3 separate regions of the Mus musculus genome follow, and regions 2 and 3 are each linked to region 1. The links are chromatin contacts, called in public HiChIP or PLAC-seq and promoter capture Hi-C maps. All regions are on one chromosome and are shown on one strand. The core of a region is the stretch at or near the end of the contact, and the rest is flanking DNA. Distances in the headings are between cores, read along the strand shown.

The links. Promoter capture Hi-C pulls out the DNA fragments that hold promoters and counts their contacts. HiChIP or PLAC-seq counts read pairs in DNA pulled down with a chosen protein or histone mark.
Region 2: an H3K4me3 HiChIP or PLAC-seq map of bone marrow-derived macrophages shows a contact between it and region 1, with 7 times the contacts expected there. The contact joins the promoter of Klrb1c here to the promoter of Clec7a in region 1. A contact is called at or near these places in 5 of 39 promoter capture datasets (the C10 cell line, cranial neural crest, frontonasal cranial neural crest and 2 more), 1 of 115 datasets of contacts at active chromatin or transcription factors (bone marrow-derived macrophages) and 1 of 9 other capture datasets (macrophages).
Region 3: a promoter capture Hi-C map of neutrophils shows a contact between it and region 1. The contact joins the promoter of Klrb1b here to the promoter of Clec7a in region 1. A contact is called at or near these places in 14 of 39 promoter capture datasets (the 3T3-L1 cell line, 3T3-L1-derived adipocytes, the C10 cell line and 10 more) and 3 of 115 datasets of contacts at active chromatin or transcription factors (astrocytes, bone marrow-derived macrophages and fibro-adipogenic progenitors).

What each region holds. Positions count from the first base shown.
Region 1 is chr6:129,469,917-129,474,596 of GRCm38.p6, reverse strand. It overlaps Clec7a (C-type lectin domain family 7, member a), which reads left to right and starts at 1,812. Exons shown (of 5, transcript NM_001309637.2): 1 at 1,812-2,014; 2 at 3,600-3,698. The coding sequence starts at 1,912. The region is part of intron 2 of Gm45969 (a long non-coding RNA gene); the gene reads right to left.
Region 2 is chr6:128,786,254-128,790,933 of GRCm38.p6, reverse strand. Klrb1c (killer cell lectin-like receptor subfamily B member 1C) reads left to right here and starts at 2,293. Exons shown (of 6, transcript NM_001159904.1): 1 at 2,293-2,537. The coding sequence starts at 2,309.
Region 3 is chr6:128,824,294-128,828,973 of GRCm38.p6, reverse strand. Klrb1b (killer cell lectin-like receptor subfamily B member 1B) reads left to right here and starts at 2,659. Exons shown (of 6, transcript NM_030599.4): 1 at 2,659-2,815. The coding sequence starts at 2,728.

The sequences.
Region 1 (4,680 bases), core at 563-3,062:
AAAGATTGCATTATTGGATTGAATGTGGATATTGAGATAGGCAGACACAACCCCTCTATGACATATCCAGGAATACTCAGTAAGACTTGTGTGGCAGACTATGTAAGATGAAGGCTCTCACTCGCTGCTGAGTGCTCTATTGTCTCTATCCATATTAGACTTTGAGAGGTACATACTCATTTTCAGATAACAACTGCTCCCATCTTCACCAGTACACCTGGCAGGCCCATAATGGCTTCCAAGTAAATAAGGGCTTTGTTCCTAAGGACTGATGGGTCCAAAAGCCTGAGGTACCTATACAAGTATGCTCGTAGTGCTACCAGTTTCTTAAGTCAGAGCTGAGTTTGTATCCCATGATCAGGGAGAATACTGAGTTTTTGAGATCTTGTCTCAAAAAACAAAACAAAACAGAACAAAACAAAAACATCTTGACAGCAGGTGGTAGGTAAATCCACTCTTACAGCAGATATGTTTGGGATTTGCAATATAGTATCTTTTCTCTGGCATGAGAAGTCCACCACCCTGAACAGTCTCCTCAAGGGCAAACATTCGAGGATGATTGTCCTTGCTCTTCCTCACAGTCTCTGGGAATTGGAGGAGAGTGCATTGTTTCCAGGTGTGCCACTGCCTCAAGTCATAAAGATGAGGAGTTTCTTAGTTTAATAAGTGCCAATTGACAAGTCCTGATGAAGACTCACTCTAGCTATCCCTTTAGTATTGCAGCTTTTTTTTTATTAGCACACTCTAGCCTTGAAAAAGTCTTCAAATTTTGTTTTGTGGACTCTGACTTCCATTCATGGAAAACCTTCTTCTCCAATTCAATCATATCCTTAAACTAAGTCTATTCTCATTTCTTTGATGTTCTCCTTGTTGACTTACAGCAGTAATCAAGTGATGGTTGTTTCAAAACTGTACTTATTTGATCATTTTTTGTTAATCTGAGAATTGCAAGAGAGGAGAGAGAGAGAGAGAGAGAGAGAGAGAGAGAGAGAGAGAATGAGAATTTATTTTTATGTTTCAGGCTATTATATGTATCATAAGAGTCCAGAAGAATGAAGCCAGTGCAACAGTAAGTAATTCCAAGTCTTAAAAACTTAGTAGACTTTGTTCTAGTCCCTTGTTCTAGTTTTGAAATTTCCATCTTCGAGTATCCATGTCTTCTTCTCCTTATTTGAAAATAGTAATGCTAATATGTGCTAAAGCGTAATTCTTAGAGAGGGCGACAGAATGAGAATGCGGGTGTGCTGTGAAGTAACTAAGGCAGAATCATTCCCAGTAAATGTTTGCGCCTATCTATTTCTACTCCATGATAAACCTCCAAGAGAATCATTCGCTTTGTGTCGCTGGAGTGATGTACTTTGGATGCTCAGCTGTGATTCCTCCATCAGGCAATAAATTTCCTTGTGGAGAGCCTTCCGCCAATGCTGCCGACTCCAGGCAGTTATAGAGTATTTACTACAATGGATGGCATGAACACATGAAAGGATGTGGGGATGCAATCAGAGTTCTAACAAGCCAGTGTCGAATTCAAGACACTCAAACTGCTTAAAAGTTTATGTAGGCCATACCAATTAATCGTGTCAGTTTCAATGGGGAGTGTAACCAATGTCTTTTAAGACTGTAGTCAATGGATCAGTCATACAGTTGATCTAAAACGACAGTCATGCATCATACAGCATTTCAGTTTTCTTCAGAAGTTACAGCCTCAGAAACAGGATCTAGAGGAAAAAAGGGAAATTACTCCAACGCGTTTTCATTTCCTGCTTTGGGCACTGGCTTGACTACTTAAGCTGTGCTCCATGAACCTCGCAAAGGGCTGTTTCAGGGTTTGGGTTAGTGAGCCTCATCCTGGCAGTTATTTTATAGTAAAGAACATTCAAGTGCTCTGCCTACCTAGGGCCCTGTGAAGCAATGAAATATCACTCTCATATAGAGAATCTGGATGAAGATGGATATACTCAATTAGACTTCAGCACTCAAGACATCCATAAAAGGCCCAGGGGATCAGAGAAAGGTATCCATTTTCTTTCTGCTAACAGCACCTTTGTTCTCATTAACTGAAATAACAGAAGTAGAGACCTGGAGAGATTCTTGATTTGTAGAACTGCCTACAAAAATATATTTTCATATATGCGTGTGTGTATGATATATATTTGGTATATGTGGTATGTATATGATATGTATATATATATATATACATGTATACACACATATATATGTATGTATGTATATATATGTATATATATATATATATATATGTATATATATATATATATACATGTATACACACACGTGTGTGTGTGTGTGTGTGTGTGTGTATAGTTTTAAAGACTGCTGGAAGTCATCAACGACTTCCACAAATTGCTTTTGGTTTATGGCAGAAAACAGGACTACTCTACTCTACAGTCAGAGGTAGCACTGGTAACATGAGTAAAAGAGAAAGATGAAAGAATTTTAGTAGAGTTGCTTTTTCCTTGTTTTTTAGCAACTTGTGAGGGGGCCAGGAAACAGATAAACGAACAACCTGTACAATCATACAACACAGTATGCTAAAGTCATGGTCCTCTATGCAACCATAGAGGAGTGTGTGGGAAATAAAAATGAATGCATCTTTGGTTAAACCCAAAGAGAAGCCAGGAGTCATGGGGTGTAAATCCCAAATCCGCTATGCTCTTTTGGTAAGAGATTAATTTGGATTTTATAAAACGAGATGTTAGTATGTCAGCTATGGAAAACACAAGCTACATTAAAATGTCTCATTATCAGGAGATAGATATTAAAACGGAAACAAGACAAGAATAAAGGACATTAAAGTCCTAACACGGAGTGAGTGTTTTAGTCTCTTTCAGGGTCACCTATTGGGCAGCTCTATGACTTGGCTTTCTGTTGTTGGTATCATCAGCTTAAAACAAAAATCAGTTCGCTGTTAACTTAAAGGAAGAGATGACTGACGGGTTCTAATGTCAGTTTGTTTTCTTCCGCTTTTTGATGTTCACATTATGCAATTATTTATAACCACTTACACAATCACTCTCTTGTGAAATTTGCTTGGAAAATAGTCTAAAAATTGATTGAGGGAAGGGGCATGGCTTATATGCGTATGCTGCGTAAACTAAAGTGCTCAGTCCCAGCAACAGTATTTGAAGGTACTATTGATCTAATTTCAAAACTTGGAAATAAAAAAAATAAATAAAAACAAAGGCATAGAGAAAATAACTTGTTTAAATCATGCACCATATAAATGACAAGAAAAAGCTATCCTTAGTCATTGGTGCTGTTTCTCCTACAGAAAGCTATTTGCTCTGTGACCAAGTAGGACTTCAGGGAATGGATAGTGTCCAGATCTATAGACTAGCCTGTGAGCCTACAATGGAGGAGTTACAGATGGTATGGCCATGATGCCATGGCTGAAGCAATGGAGGAAGAGGCATCCTGAAGTTGGAGGAAAATGGAGATTTACACTACAATGTTAGATTCTCAAGTCGCTAGAGCCTAGTGTCTGCTGATCCCTTTAGAACCACCCAAATTTCAGGGAACTAAGCTGTTAAAGAGTTCCATCATCTTCCCTCATTTTCTTTCTCATCTCTCTTACTTTCCAGGAAGCCAGGCTCCATCTTCACCTTGGAGGCCCATTGCAGTGGGTTTAGGAATCCTGTGCTTTGTGGTAGTAGTGGTTGCTGCAGTGCTGGGTGCCCTAGGTGAGTATGGGTGAGGGAGGTTGATGCAGTCGTAAACAGTGATTATGCAATTAATTGATGCCAAGAACTCTCTCAAGGGCTTGGCATGCATAACCTCATTTAATCTGTATATTAATTCCATTAAGTTTGTGCTATTAATTTCTGTTTTAGTTATAGGAGAATTGAGAGAGTGGAAGATTAACTCTTCCATAGTTATAACCTAGTTATTGGTGAGATTATAAGAAATGGTGGATTATAGAAAATCTGCTTAGTAAAACATATATTCATGAGTATATTACTCTACTATAGATAGGTGATTTTCTTTTTAAAGTAAAACTGAAAGTAAAAGTTAGTGGAGGGAAACTTGCAGAGTCAAAAGAAGCCTAATCTTTCCTAGGAGACAGATGTATTAAATGAGTTTTGTGTAATTTTTGAACATCTCATGACATGATACATGGGAATTATCTTTTTTTTATTTAGGTATTTATTTCAGTTACATTTCCAATGCTATCCCAAAAGTCCCCCACACGCTCCCCCACCCACTCCCCCACCCTCCCACTCCCACTTCTTGGCCCTGGCGTTCCCCTGTACTGAGGCATATAAAGTTTGCACGACAAATGGGCCTCTCTTTCCACTGATGGCTGACTAAGCCATCTTCTGATTCATATGCAGCTAGAGACACGAGCTCTGGGGAGTACTGGTTAGTTCATATTGTTGTTCCACCTATAGGGTTGCAGATCCCTTTAGCTCCTTGGTTACTTTCTCTAGCTCCTCCATTGGGGGCCCTGTGATCCATCGAATAGCTGACTGTGAGCATCCACTTCTGTGTTTGCTAGGCCCCAACATAGTCTCACAAGAGACAGCTATATCTGGGTTCTTTCAGCAAAATCTAGCTAGTGTATGCAATGGTGTCAGTGTTTGGAAGCTGGTTATGGGATGGATCCCCGGATATGGCAGTCTCTAGATGGTCCATCCTTTCATCTCAGCTCCAAACTGTGTCTCT
Region 2 (4,680 bases), core at 1,044-3,543, 680 kb after region 1:
CCTTCTTGGGCTACAGACTGAAATGGAAGTGGTGACATTCCCTCCCATACACAATCCAAGTAAGATGGCTGGATGAGTTCCCTAAGTATGAACTCTCAGAGGGTTTTATGGGCTTTTCCCTGTGTAGTAGTTATGCAGGTATTCGGCCTGTGTAGTGGTTATGCAGGTATTCGGTGCTGTTCTCTAGATTCTGTGTCAAGCACAGTGACCTCAGCTGGCTGTGCCCACAGACACATGAGACTCTGGGCACTTCTGGTCACTTCACGCCTTAGCCAGTGCCTGTTAAAGAGAACATCACACCTCAGAACTGTGACTTTTCACAAGGCCACTGTGGATTCCTAGAAGCCATAGACACCTTCAGAACTCAGTAAAACCTCTATGTCCTCAAAGCACCATTTGAATCTTCTGCTAAGAGCATCAGCCTTCTCCTTCCTGACCTTTCTAACGCATCTCCACAGTTTTCATTGGTTTCCAGGTTATTAGGTGGTTATAAGCCACCTAAATATTTGCAGAGTTTATTCACACACTCCCCACCTAAGGCTCCTGTTATCTTGGCAAAGGAAAGGGATTATGGGCAGAAACAAGCATCACTAATAAGCATTTGGGTGTGTTCTTTATATACTAAGGCTTGAGGTTCTTATATATGCTGAAATCTTTTATGTACTAAAAGTTGAATCCATTTTCATGGATTCTCTATATTTGACTGTAAAATATCATGACTAAAGATGAAAAATATTGTGTGATTGCTAAAATCTTCGGTCTAGGCAAAGCATGAAGCGTCAGGAACATAGGCAATTGAGTGCTTGCCTCAAATTCACGAGGACTGAAAAAAAAATAGATGGAGCATGGTGCAGAACCCTATGCTCAGCCTTGTGTTGAGTAAAATGGCTGTCATCAGAGACAGCTGAGGAGGCCCCACTGAGTCTTAAGTGAGCTGTGAGGCCCTCATATATAATTCCCCCTGCTTCCTTCTTCAGTGATCTTGTGGCATATGCTATGAGTGTGCACCTTCTGTCTCCTGGAACTCTCAGCCAGCTGACACCTGCACTGTCATTTAGTGATGAGTGCCTGGTACAATTCCATTCTGACCACAGAAGGTGACTTTAAGGAAGTCCTTGCTTTTCTTTATCACTTATAATGTGTGAATGTGTGACTCGGCATTAGTAGTCCTTGCTCTAAGACTCTAGGCCTGGAAACCCTTGGAGGAGTTATCACATCCCATAGACCCAAGTCCTCCACTCCCTGAGCTCTGACAGATGAAGTCCTTTCACTCAGGTGAATGATGTTACACCCACCTGGACCTTCAGGACAGGGTAGAGCCAGAGCTGCAGGTGTCGCTCCGCCCTCAGTGTTTTTCCTGTTGTGTCAGTCATGAATTCTTCCCACAGTCATGACATGTCCACATCTCACAGCTTCCTTCACAGCATGGATGTTTCAGGAGGATCTTAGAGCTTCAGCTCATGTCACGTATAACTGTGGACTTGCACATATTACTATTTATTTTTACAATAATATATTGTATCTTGATTGCTGGTAAATTGGTAAAAATCAGTCACTTAAATTTGAATTGAGGAAGAATGTTGCATTTCACTGACCCTCGGCTGCATTCACCTTGAGAGAATAACTCAAAACAAATGGTTACCAGATTCAGAACAAAAGAAGACCACATGTTACACCTTCCTTTCTTAAGACAATAACATGTAATGGGAGCAGATGCAGAGACCCACAGCCAAACATTAGGCAGAGCACAGGAGCCCCATGAAAGTGGCAGAGGAAGGACTGTGGGAGCCAGAGGCATGGAGGACACCAGGACACCAGGAGAACATGGCCCACAGAATCATCTAAGCAGGGCTCATAGGGACTCACAGAGCCTGAAGCAGCAGTCATAAAGCCTGCATGGGTCTGCACTAGGCCCTCTGCATATATGTTATGGCTGTCAGCTTGGTATTCTTCTGGAATTCCTAACAGTTGGAGTTCGAGTGTCTCTGACTCTTTTCCCTGCTCATGGGAATCTTTTCCTCCTGCTGCACTGTCTTATCCAACCCTGGTAAGAGGATTTGTGCCCAGTCTTATTGCATCTTGTTATCCTGTATTCAGTTGATGTCACTGGGAGGCCTGTTCCTTTCTGAAGGGAGACAAAGGAGCAGTGGATCTGGGGGAGCGGAGAGGAAGGGGAAGTAGGAGGAAAGGAAGGAAGGAAAGCTGTGGTCATGGTGTTTTGTATGAGGGAAGAACACAGAAAAAAAAAAAAAAGACAGTAGTGTGTAAGCTGTGTGGGTGGGACAGACAGCAAGGTCAGTCAGTAACCATGGAGAAACCCTCAGAGACAGGAATCAGTGGGTGTGGGAACAGAGCAGAGCATTCACAGAGGACTTTCTTTTGCTTATTTCACCTCAAAGGCCTTGGAGTTTGTCCCTTCTCACCACCAGTTAAGTGTTGCATCTCCTGTGAAATGGACACAGCAAGTATCTACCTCGGTTTAAAGCCACCCAGGACACTGGGGGCTTGGCATGAGTCACCCCCATCTCTTCCCCCAGGTCAGTCACTTTATTTTTCCTTGTAACATTAGAATATCTTCCAGAGTTATGATTTTTCTTACAGTTTTAAGTTATTGCTATGAAAGTGAGCAACCATCTACCAGCGCTGAAGAGTGTAGATGGCTACAACTTTGGATTAATAAAAAGCTCACTGGTTCCATCTTTAATCAGTCAGTCAGTGTGAAACTTGAGCAGGTATTCTTTTGACTTTAGCCACAAGATCCTGAAGATATTTCATATCTACAAGGAAAGAGATTCTTCTGGCAGGCAGACTCACTATAAAGCGTCTTGCCTGGTCCAGACTTCTCTGCAGAACACAAACACCACGACTCCTCTCCATGCCATTCTAGCACTGAGCACTGGAGGAGTTGAGGGATGTGGCACCCTGTTTGCCAGAAATGTGGAAGACTGATAGGAGGCATTTATGAAGGGTACCATGACTTAGGGATGGATGAAAAGAGACAGACACAGAGGCCGAAAGTATGTCTACAGTGGTCATGGTATGGTATGGAGTTCAGTGACATAACTGAGTTTCCTTATCTAAAACTGCAGTGCTTAAAATCTAGCCTGTCTATACTGTGTCAAGAATGTAAACCCACAACTCTTTAAGGCTGTTTGTCAGAAACTATAAAAAAAAATAGTTAAAAAAAAAATCAGGAAGCCGGGCATGGTGGTGCATGCCTTTAATTCCAGCACTTGGGAGGCAGAGACAGGCAGATTTCTGAGTTCGAGGCCAACCTGGTCTACAAAGTGAGTTCCAGGACCTCCAAGACTATACAGAGAAACCCTGTCTCAAAAAACTGAAAAAAAAAGAAAAAAAAAAATCAGGAAAAAAGTACAGAGAAAAAAGTCACCAAAACTGCATTATAAACTTTACATAGGGTCTGGGAAAGTGGAGGGTTTTGTTGACCAGAGGGGGATTTGAGGGGCCAGTTATGTGTGGTAGGTGCAGGCAAGTGTTTGCTTTCCCTGTTTATGATTGCAAACATGGAAGACATGACTTGAGAAGCTGAAGGTTTGGGGTTTTGTTTTCCCACTGAGTCTAGACAGCACTGCCAGTGTGTGCATGGGCTTAAGGTCATGACCTGGAGCACAGGTGGCCTCATAGGGACTGTATCCTTGAACAAAACTGACTCTCCCACTCCTAGCAGCCATCAGCTGTCAATGACTCCCCAGATGACGTTGGAACTCCATGCCCAACTCCCCCGACTACTCTGGGCCTTTACCTGACTTGAGCTTTCGAAGGTCTTGTGCAGGCTATCACAAATGGCCTGAATTCATATATGCAACTGCCCTACTGTGTCTGAAAGACAGTGTTTCATTGAAGTTGTCCACCATCTCTGGCTCTGCAGTCATTCTTTCCCCTCTTCTGTGATAATGGCAGAGCTTTGTTTTGCGGTGGGATGAGATGCAGATGTGCCACTTAGGACTGAGTACTTTATAGTCTCCTATTCCCTACTTGTTCTGGGTGGTGCACACCTATAATTCCACCACTTGGGAGGCAGAGGCAGGAAAATCAGGAGCTCAAGGTCATCTTCAGCCACACAGAGGGTTAGCAGTCAGCCTGGACTAAGGGGTAACCCTGCCTTTAAAGTGTAGGAAAGAATGCTGTGAAAACCTCATTGTATAATATGTACTTAGTGTATGCTCTCTCTCTCTCTCTCTCTCTCTCTCTCTCTCTCTCACTCTCTCTCTCTCTCTGTGTGTGTGTGTGTGTGTGTGTGTGTGTGTGTGTGTGTGTGTAAAACAATGTACATAGAGTCTGGTACTGGCCAGTTTCAGTTCCTCTATCCACTGAGGGCTTTGGAATTCAGCCAATAAGGAGGGATTAACACAACTGAAATACTGAAATATTGTCTGAAATCACAAGATGCTTCTCCTTGGATGCCACGCCTTTGATCCAAAACTGGAGATCATTGTAGACAGCAGTGAAGAAGACTTCATGTCCAGGAATAGAATCATATGTCATTAGCACTGAAAGTCATCAGTACCACAAAACTGAGCATCAAAAGCATCTCTTGATTAAAGGATCTTCCTTAGAGATGCTCTGACTCCCTTCCCAAAATAGAACATACCATTTACTTTTGGACAGCACTCAATCACATGTATCGAGATTGATTCAGCCGATGCTCCTTTGTGCATA
Region 3 (4,680 bases), core at 1,410-3,909, 650 kb after region 1:
CTCTTTTCAGCCCCAGCCTGCCTCCCAGGTGTAGCCGGTCCTTGTAAGCCGCGGGCTGACATACAACACTCTTTTTTTTTCCTTCACACTAGAATAATGCTTATATTTTGCTCTATGCTTCCTACACATCCTAACGTCCACTATTAAAGCAAAAGAGTTCAATATCAAAGCAGGCTACCATAGGAAAGTTGTCTTTCTTAATCCTTGAGATTTTCAATATGTCTTTGACTATAGCCTCTCTAAAACTCCGTATCACGGTTTGGAAAGATATCTCAGCAGATAAGAATGATGTAACACGCCAGATGTGGTCTCAGGAACACCTATAACCCCAGCATCCAGAGGGAAAGAGAAAGAAGGACCGCTAGAGGCTGTTGGTTTTCAGACTAGCTGCAAACACAAAGTCATTACAAGCTCCAAATGAAACCATGCATCAAAGGAACAAGAAAGAAAGAGTATCCAAAATTCTTCTCTGGCCTCTGGGCATGCACATAGGTGTGTACATTCCCAAACACATGCACATACACCACACAGACATACACCGTGTTCACACCCAGGCATAAACACATACACGGACATGGACAAATAAAAATAAATAAAACCCAGGATCACATACAATCGTTCACGCCTTAAGCCCTTTAGATTTCATAACACGTTGTATATGCATAATATCACATTGTATTCTTCTGCACACAACTACACACACCTGCCCACACTCCTTATATTTTATAGCAACAAGATCATTATAGTCCTGACATCTGACATATTTTGCGGTGGAACTATCATTTGGGCAATTAGGTGATCGGATGACTTTGGTCAGTCAGATTCTCCTGACATGTATTCTCAGGAGGGTTTTATTTTTATCTGTTCAATGATGGCCACATAACAAAACTTCTGTTGTAAAAAAAACTACTTTCAGTACTTGGTATTGCCCCTGCCACTCTGTCACAGGAAAAGTGGTCTATCAGCTGCATGGGCAATAACAATCGTCACTGGTTGTTATTTTTAGTTTCTTTACGATTTGTGGCTTAGAGGCTTTTGGAAGCACTTGCTGATGAAAGTATCTCCCCTCACATCTCTTGATTTTAGTAAGGCCACTGTAGATCCATCATGGTCAGGCTTCAGAACATGCAACATTTCAATGTTGGGCTTGCAGAGATGGCTCAGTAGTCAAGAGCACCAGCTGTCCTTCCAGAGGGACAATTCCCACCTTACATGGCAACATGGCAGCTCACACCCACAGAACACCAATACACATACAATAATAAAGTAAACCTAAAAACCACCTTAAACGTCAATCCTCAAAGATTTATTTTTCATCTAATCTCAGCTTCAGACTTCTCTGTACTCTATTGATCTTTCTAATCTATCCTCTTATTCACTGACCCGAAGGCTGTTTGCTTAAGCATAATCCATGAGCCACCTCAAATATTTGGAATGTTATTCACACATTTCCCACTGAAGATACTCGTGATATCTAGGGAAGAGAGGAGGGTTAAGTATAGGAAGTGAATTATTAACAAACTTTCAGGTGATTCTTATATATACTAAAGCCTGAGGTCCTGATGTATTTGAAATTTATATATACACTAACATTTCAGCACTGGTTGAAATTAGTACTGTTGCCTGCTAGGTTTAGTAATCTGAGCAAAATAAATACATAGGATCTCTCAGGATGGACAAGTCTGGAGAATCCCATACACTTGTTGAAGTCTTAGGTTTCAATAGCATGAGTATTGAGTGAGGGGACTGTCATCAGTGACAGCTGAGGACATTTCACAGTGTCTTAAGTGATCTGTGAGATACTAACACAGGCTTACCCATACTTCATAGTCATTATGGTCATGGAAAAATGAGTGTGAGCCCCAAGTTGTCTGTACACATCCCCTGTCTCCTAGAACTCACAGCCAGCAGACTGCTGCCAGTACCCGATACTTGTTCAACTCCACTCTGACCACAGAAAGTGGCTTTAAGGAAATCCTTGATTTTCTTCTTCTTTTTCACTTGTGATATGACAATACCCGACATGGGGGCATTTGTGGTCCTTGCTCTAAGGCTCTAGGCCTACAAATCCTTCGATGAGTTAGCACATCCCATAGACCCAAGTCCTCCACTCCCTGAGCTCTGAATGATGGAGCCCTTAGCTCAGAACAGCACTGAGTGGGACCTGCTGCTTTTCCTGTTGTGTTGCCATGGGTTCTCACCACAGCAGCATCTCCACAATCCACAGCTCCCTTCACAGTATGCAAATTTCAGGAGGATGTTAGAGCTTCAACTCACGTCAGATAGTACCGTGGACATTTGTGTCCTAATCCACATTTTCATAACATAGAATAAAATGTCACACATCTTAATCCCTGGGGGCTGAGGGAAAGGTAAATTTGAACTCAGGATAAATATTTCACTCATTGGAGATCTGAGAGGATAACTCATAACGGATGGTTAGAGGAATAAGAACATAAGAAAGACCTTTCCAGAAATTTGTTAGAAACCAAACCGTACGTTCTGTATGTGGCACATTCTTGTCTAAAGAAAAAAAGAAAAGGAAGCCTGAGAGTAGGACAGACACCAGGTCAATAGCTATGGAGAAACCCTCAGCCACCAGTGTGGGCGGGTGTGGACACACACAGCACAGCATACCCAGCGGACTTCCTTTTTGGCTCATTTCACCTCACAGGACTCAAAGTTTGTCCCTGTTCACGAGGCCGGTGTCAAGTCCCTCCATCTACAATGGATTCAACAACACTGGTCTATGCAGATTTAAACCTAGCCAGGATCCAAGAACCTAAGCATGATTCACCTCCATCTCTTTCCCCAGGTAAGCAGCTTGCTTCTGGCATTTGAATTATCTTCCAGAGTTAAGATTATCCTCCAAAACTTATGGGTGTAAGTCATTGATTTAAAGGTGACAAGCAGGTATATGTTAGAGTTAAATAGTATAGCTATCCTGCCTGCAGAAAACCACAGTTCTACAAATGCCATAGAGTCCATTTTTACTCGTGTAGTCAGAAGGAAATCCGAACATTACTTCTCCTATTCTGCCTTTGCTAAGAATTCTAAGAAAGAATATTTTACTCCCATGAGCCAAGGGGTGGTTTAAGAGATACTTGCTGCATTCCATTGCTAATTCCAAATTCGTCTACAGAACATGGACACTACGATCCCGTTCTACCTTGGTGGCAACCCCAGCTCTCCCTTCACAGTGAAGTGTGTAGACGTCATTGTTAATGTCTTTGTCGCCTGAAAAGGAAGACATTCGTTGTGGGGAAAGTCATAGTAAAAATGAAAGGTCTGAATTAAATTAAAAGCCAGTAATTTTTATATATTAAAATTTATTCAATTTGTTAAAAAGCTGGTTCTTTCTCTCTTGCAAAGTATAACAGCTATAAGTGGAGGAACCACAAGTTACCTGAGCCAGTTGGGAATTAATCTTTCAATGCTGGCCAAAAGTAGCACTCTTGTCCACCAGAGGATTTAATGATTCTAGCAAAAGAAATGTGGAAGTCTACCAAGAGGTGAAGTATGTGACATAAGGATGGCTGAGATGTAAGAGAACAGAAACTCAGGTAGAGAGTGTATAAAATAATCATGAAAACAAAATTCTAGTCTGCTGTCTAACTGAACACAGGGCAGTTGTTTTCCAATATGATGTTCTCTATGTGTTGTAACATGTGGACTTCCAACTTTAGTGGTTCTTGTTAGAAACTATTAAATTGTCAAAGGTTTGAGTCAAGGAGAAAGTCTCAGAGTCACCAAATAAATTTCATTATAATGTTTACGTAAGGGTCAGTGGAGAGTGGAAGAGGGCCTGGTAGATAACTCCACGGGGAGTGATGGTGTCAGCTATTTTGTGTTGGGAAAAAGCAAGTCTTTGTTTTCCCATCATGCCTAACAAAAGTGGAGAAAAGACCTTGTTGAAAATGGTATAAGAAAACCAGCAAGATTCTGCTGAAAAGACCCTGATATAGCTGTCTCTTAGGAGGCTATGCTGGTGCCTGGCAAACACAGAAGTGGATGCTCACAGTCAGCTATTGCATGGAACACAGGGCCCCCAATGTAGGAGCTAGAGAAAGTACCCAAGGAGCTAAAGGGGTCTGCAATCCTATAGGTGGAACAACAATATGAACTAACCAGTCCCCCCAGAGCTCATGTCTCTAGCTGCATATGTATCAGAAGATGGCCTAGTCGGCCATCACTAGAAAGAGAGGCCCATTGGTCATGTAAACTTTATATGCCCCAGTACAGGGGAACACCAGGGCCAAGAAGTGGGAGTGGGTGGGTAGGGAAGTGGGGGTGGGTGGGTATGGGGGACTTTTGGGATAGCATTTGAAATGTAAAATAAGAAAATACCTAATAAAAAAAGAAGACTAATATAGAGAAAAATAATAATGCTTTCCTCAAATCCTACTGTCTATGATCCCAAATCAAGAAAACTAGAGGGCTGTCGAGATGTTTCAGCGGTAAAGGCTAGGCTCACAACCAAATTCATAAAAAGTGTCTAGGAAGTCTTTAAAACAGATAAAAAGAAGTAATCATTATCCTAAAGGTTACTAATCTGGAAATAAACCTGAAGAAAAGAAACAAATAACTAGAATAAAAATAATGTTTGAGCATAATATTTGAAGAGAAAATGCTGACGCACTGGCATAGTAACTGTGAAACCGCCAAGACCTGTTAGCTAAA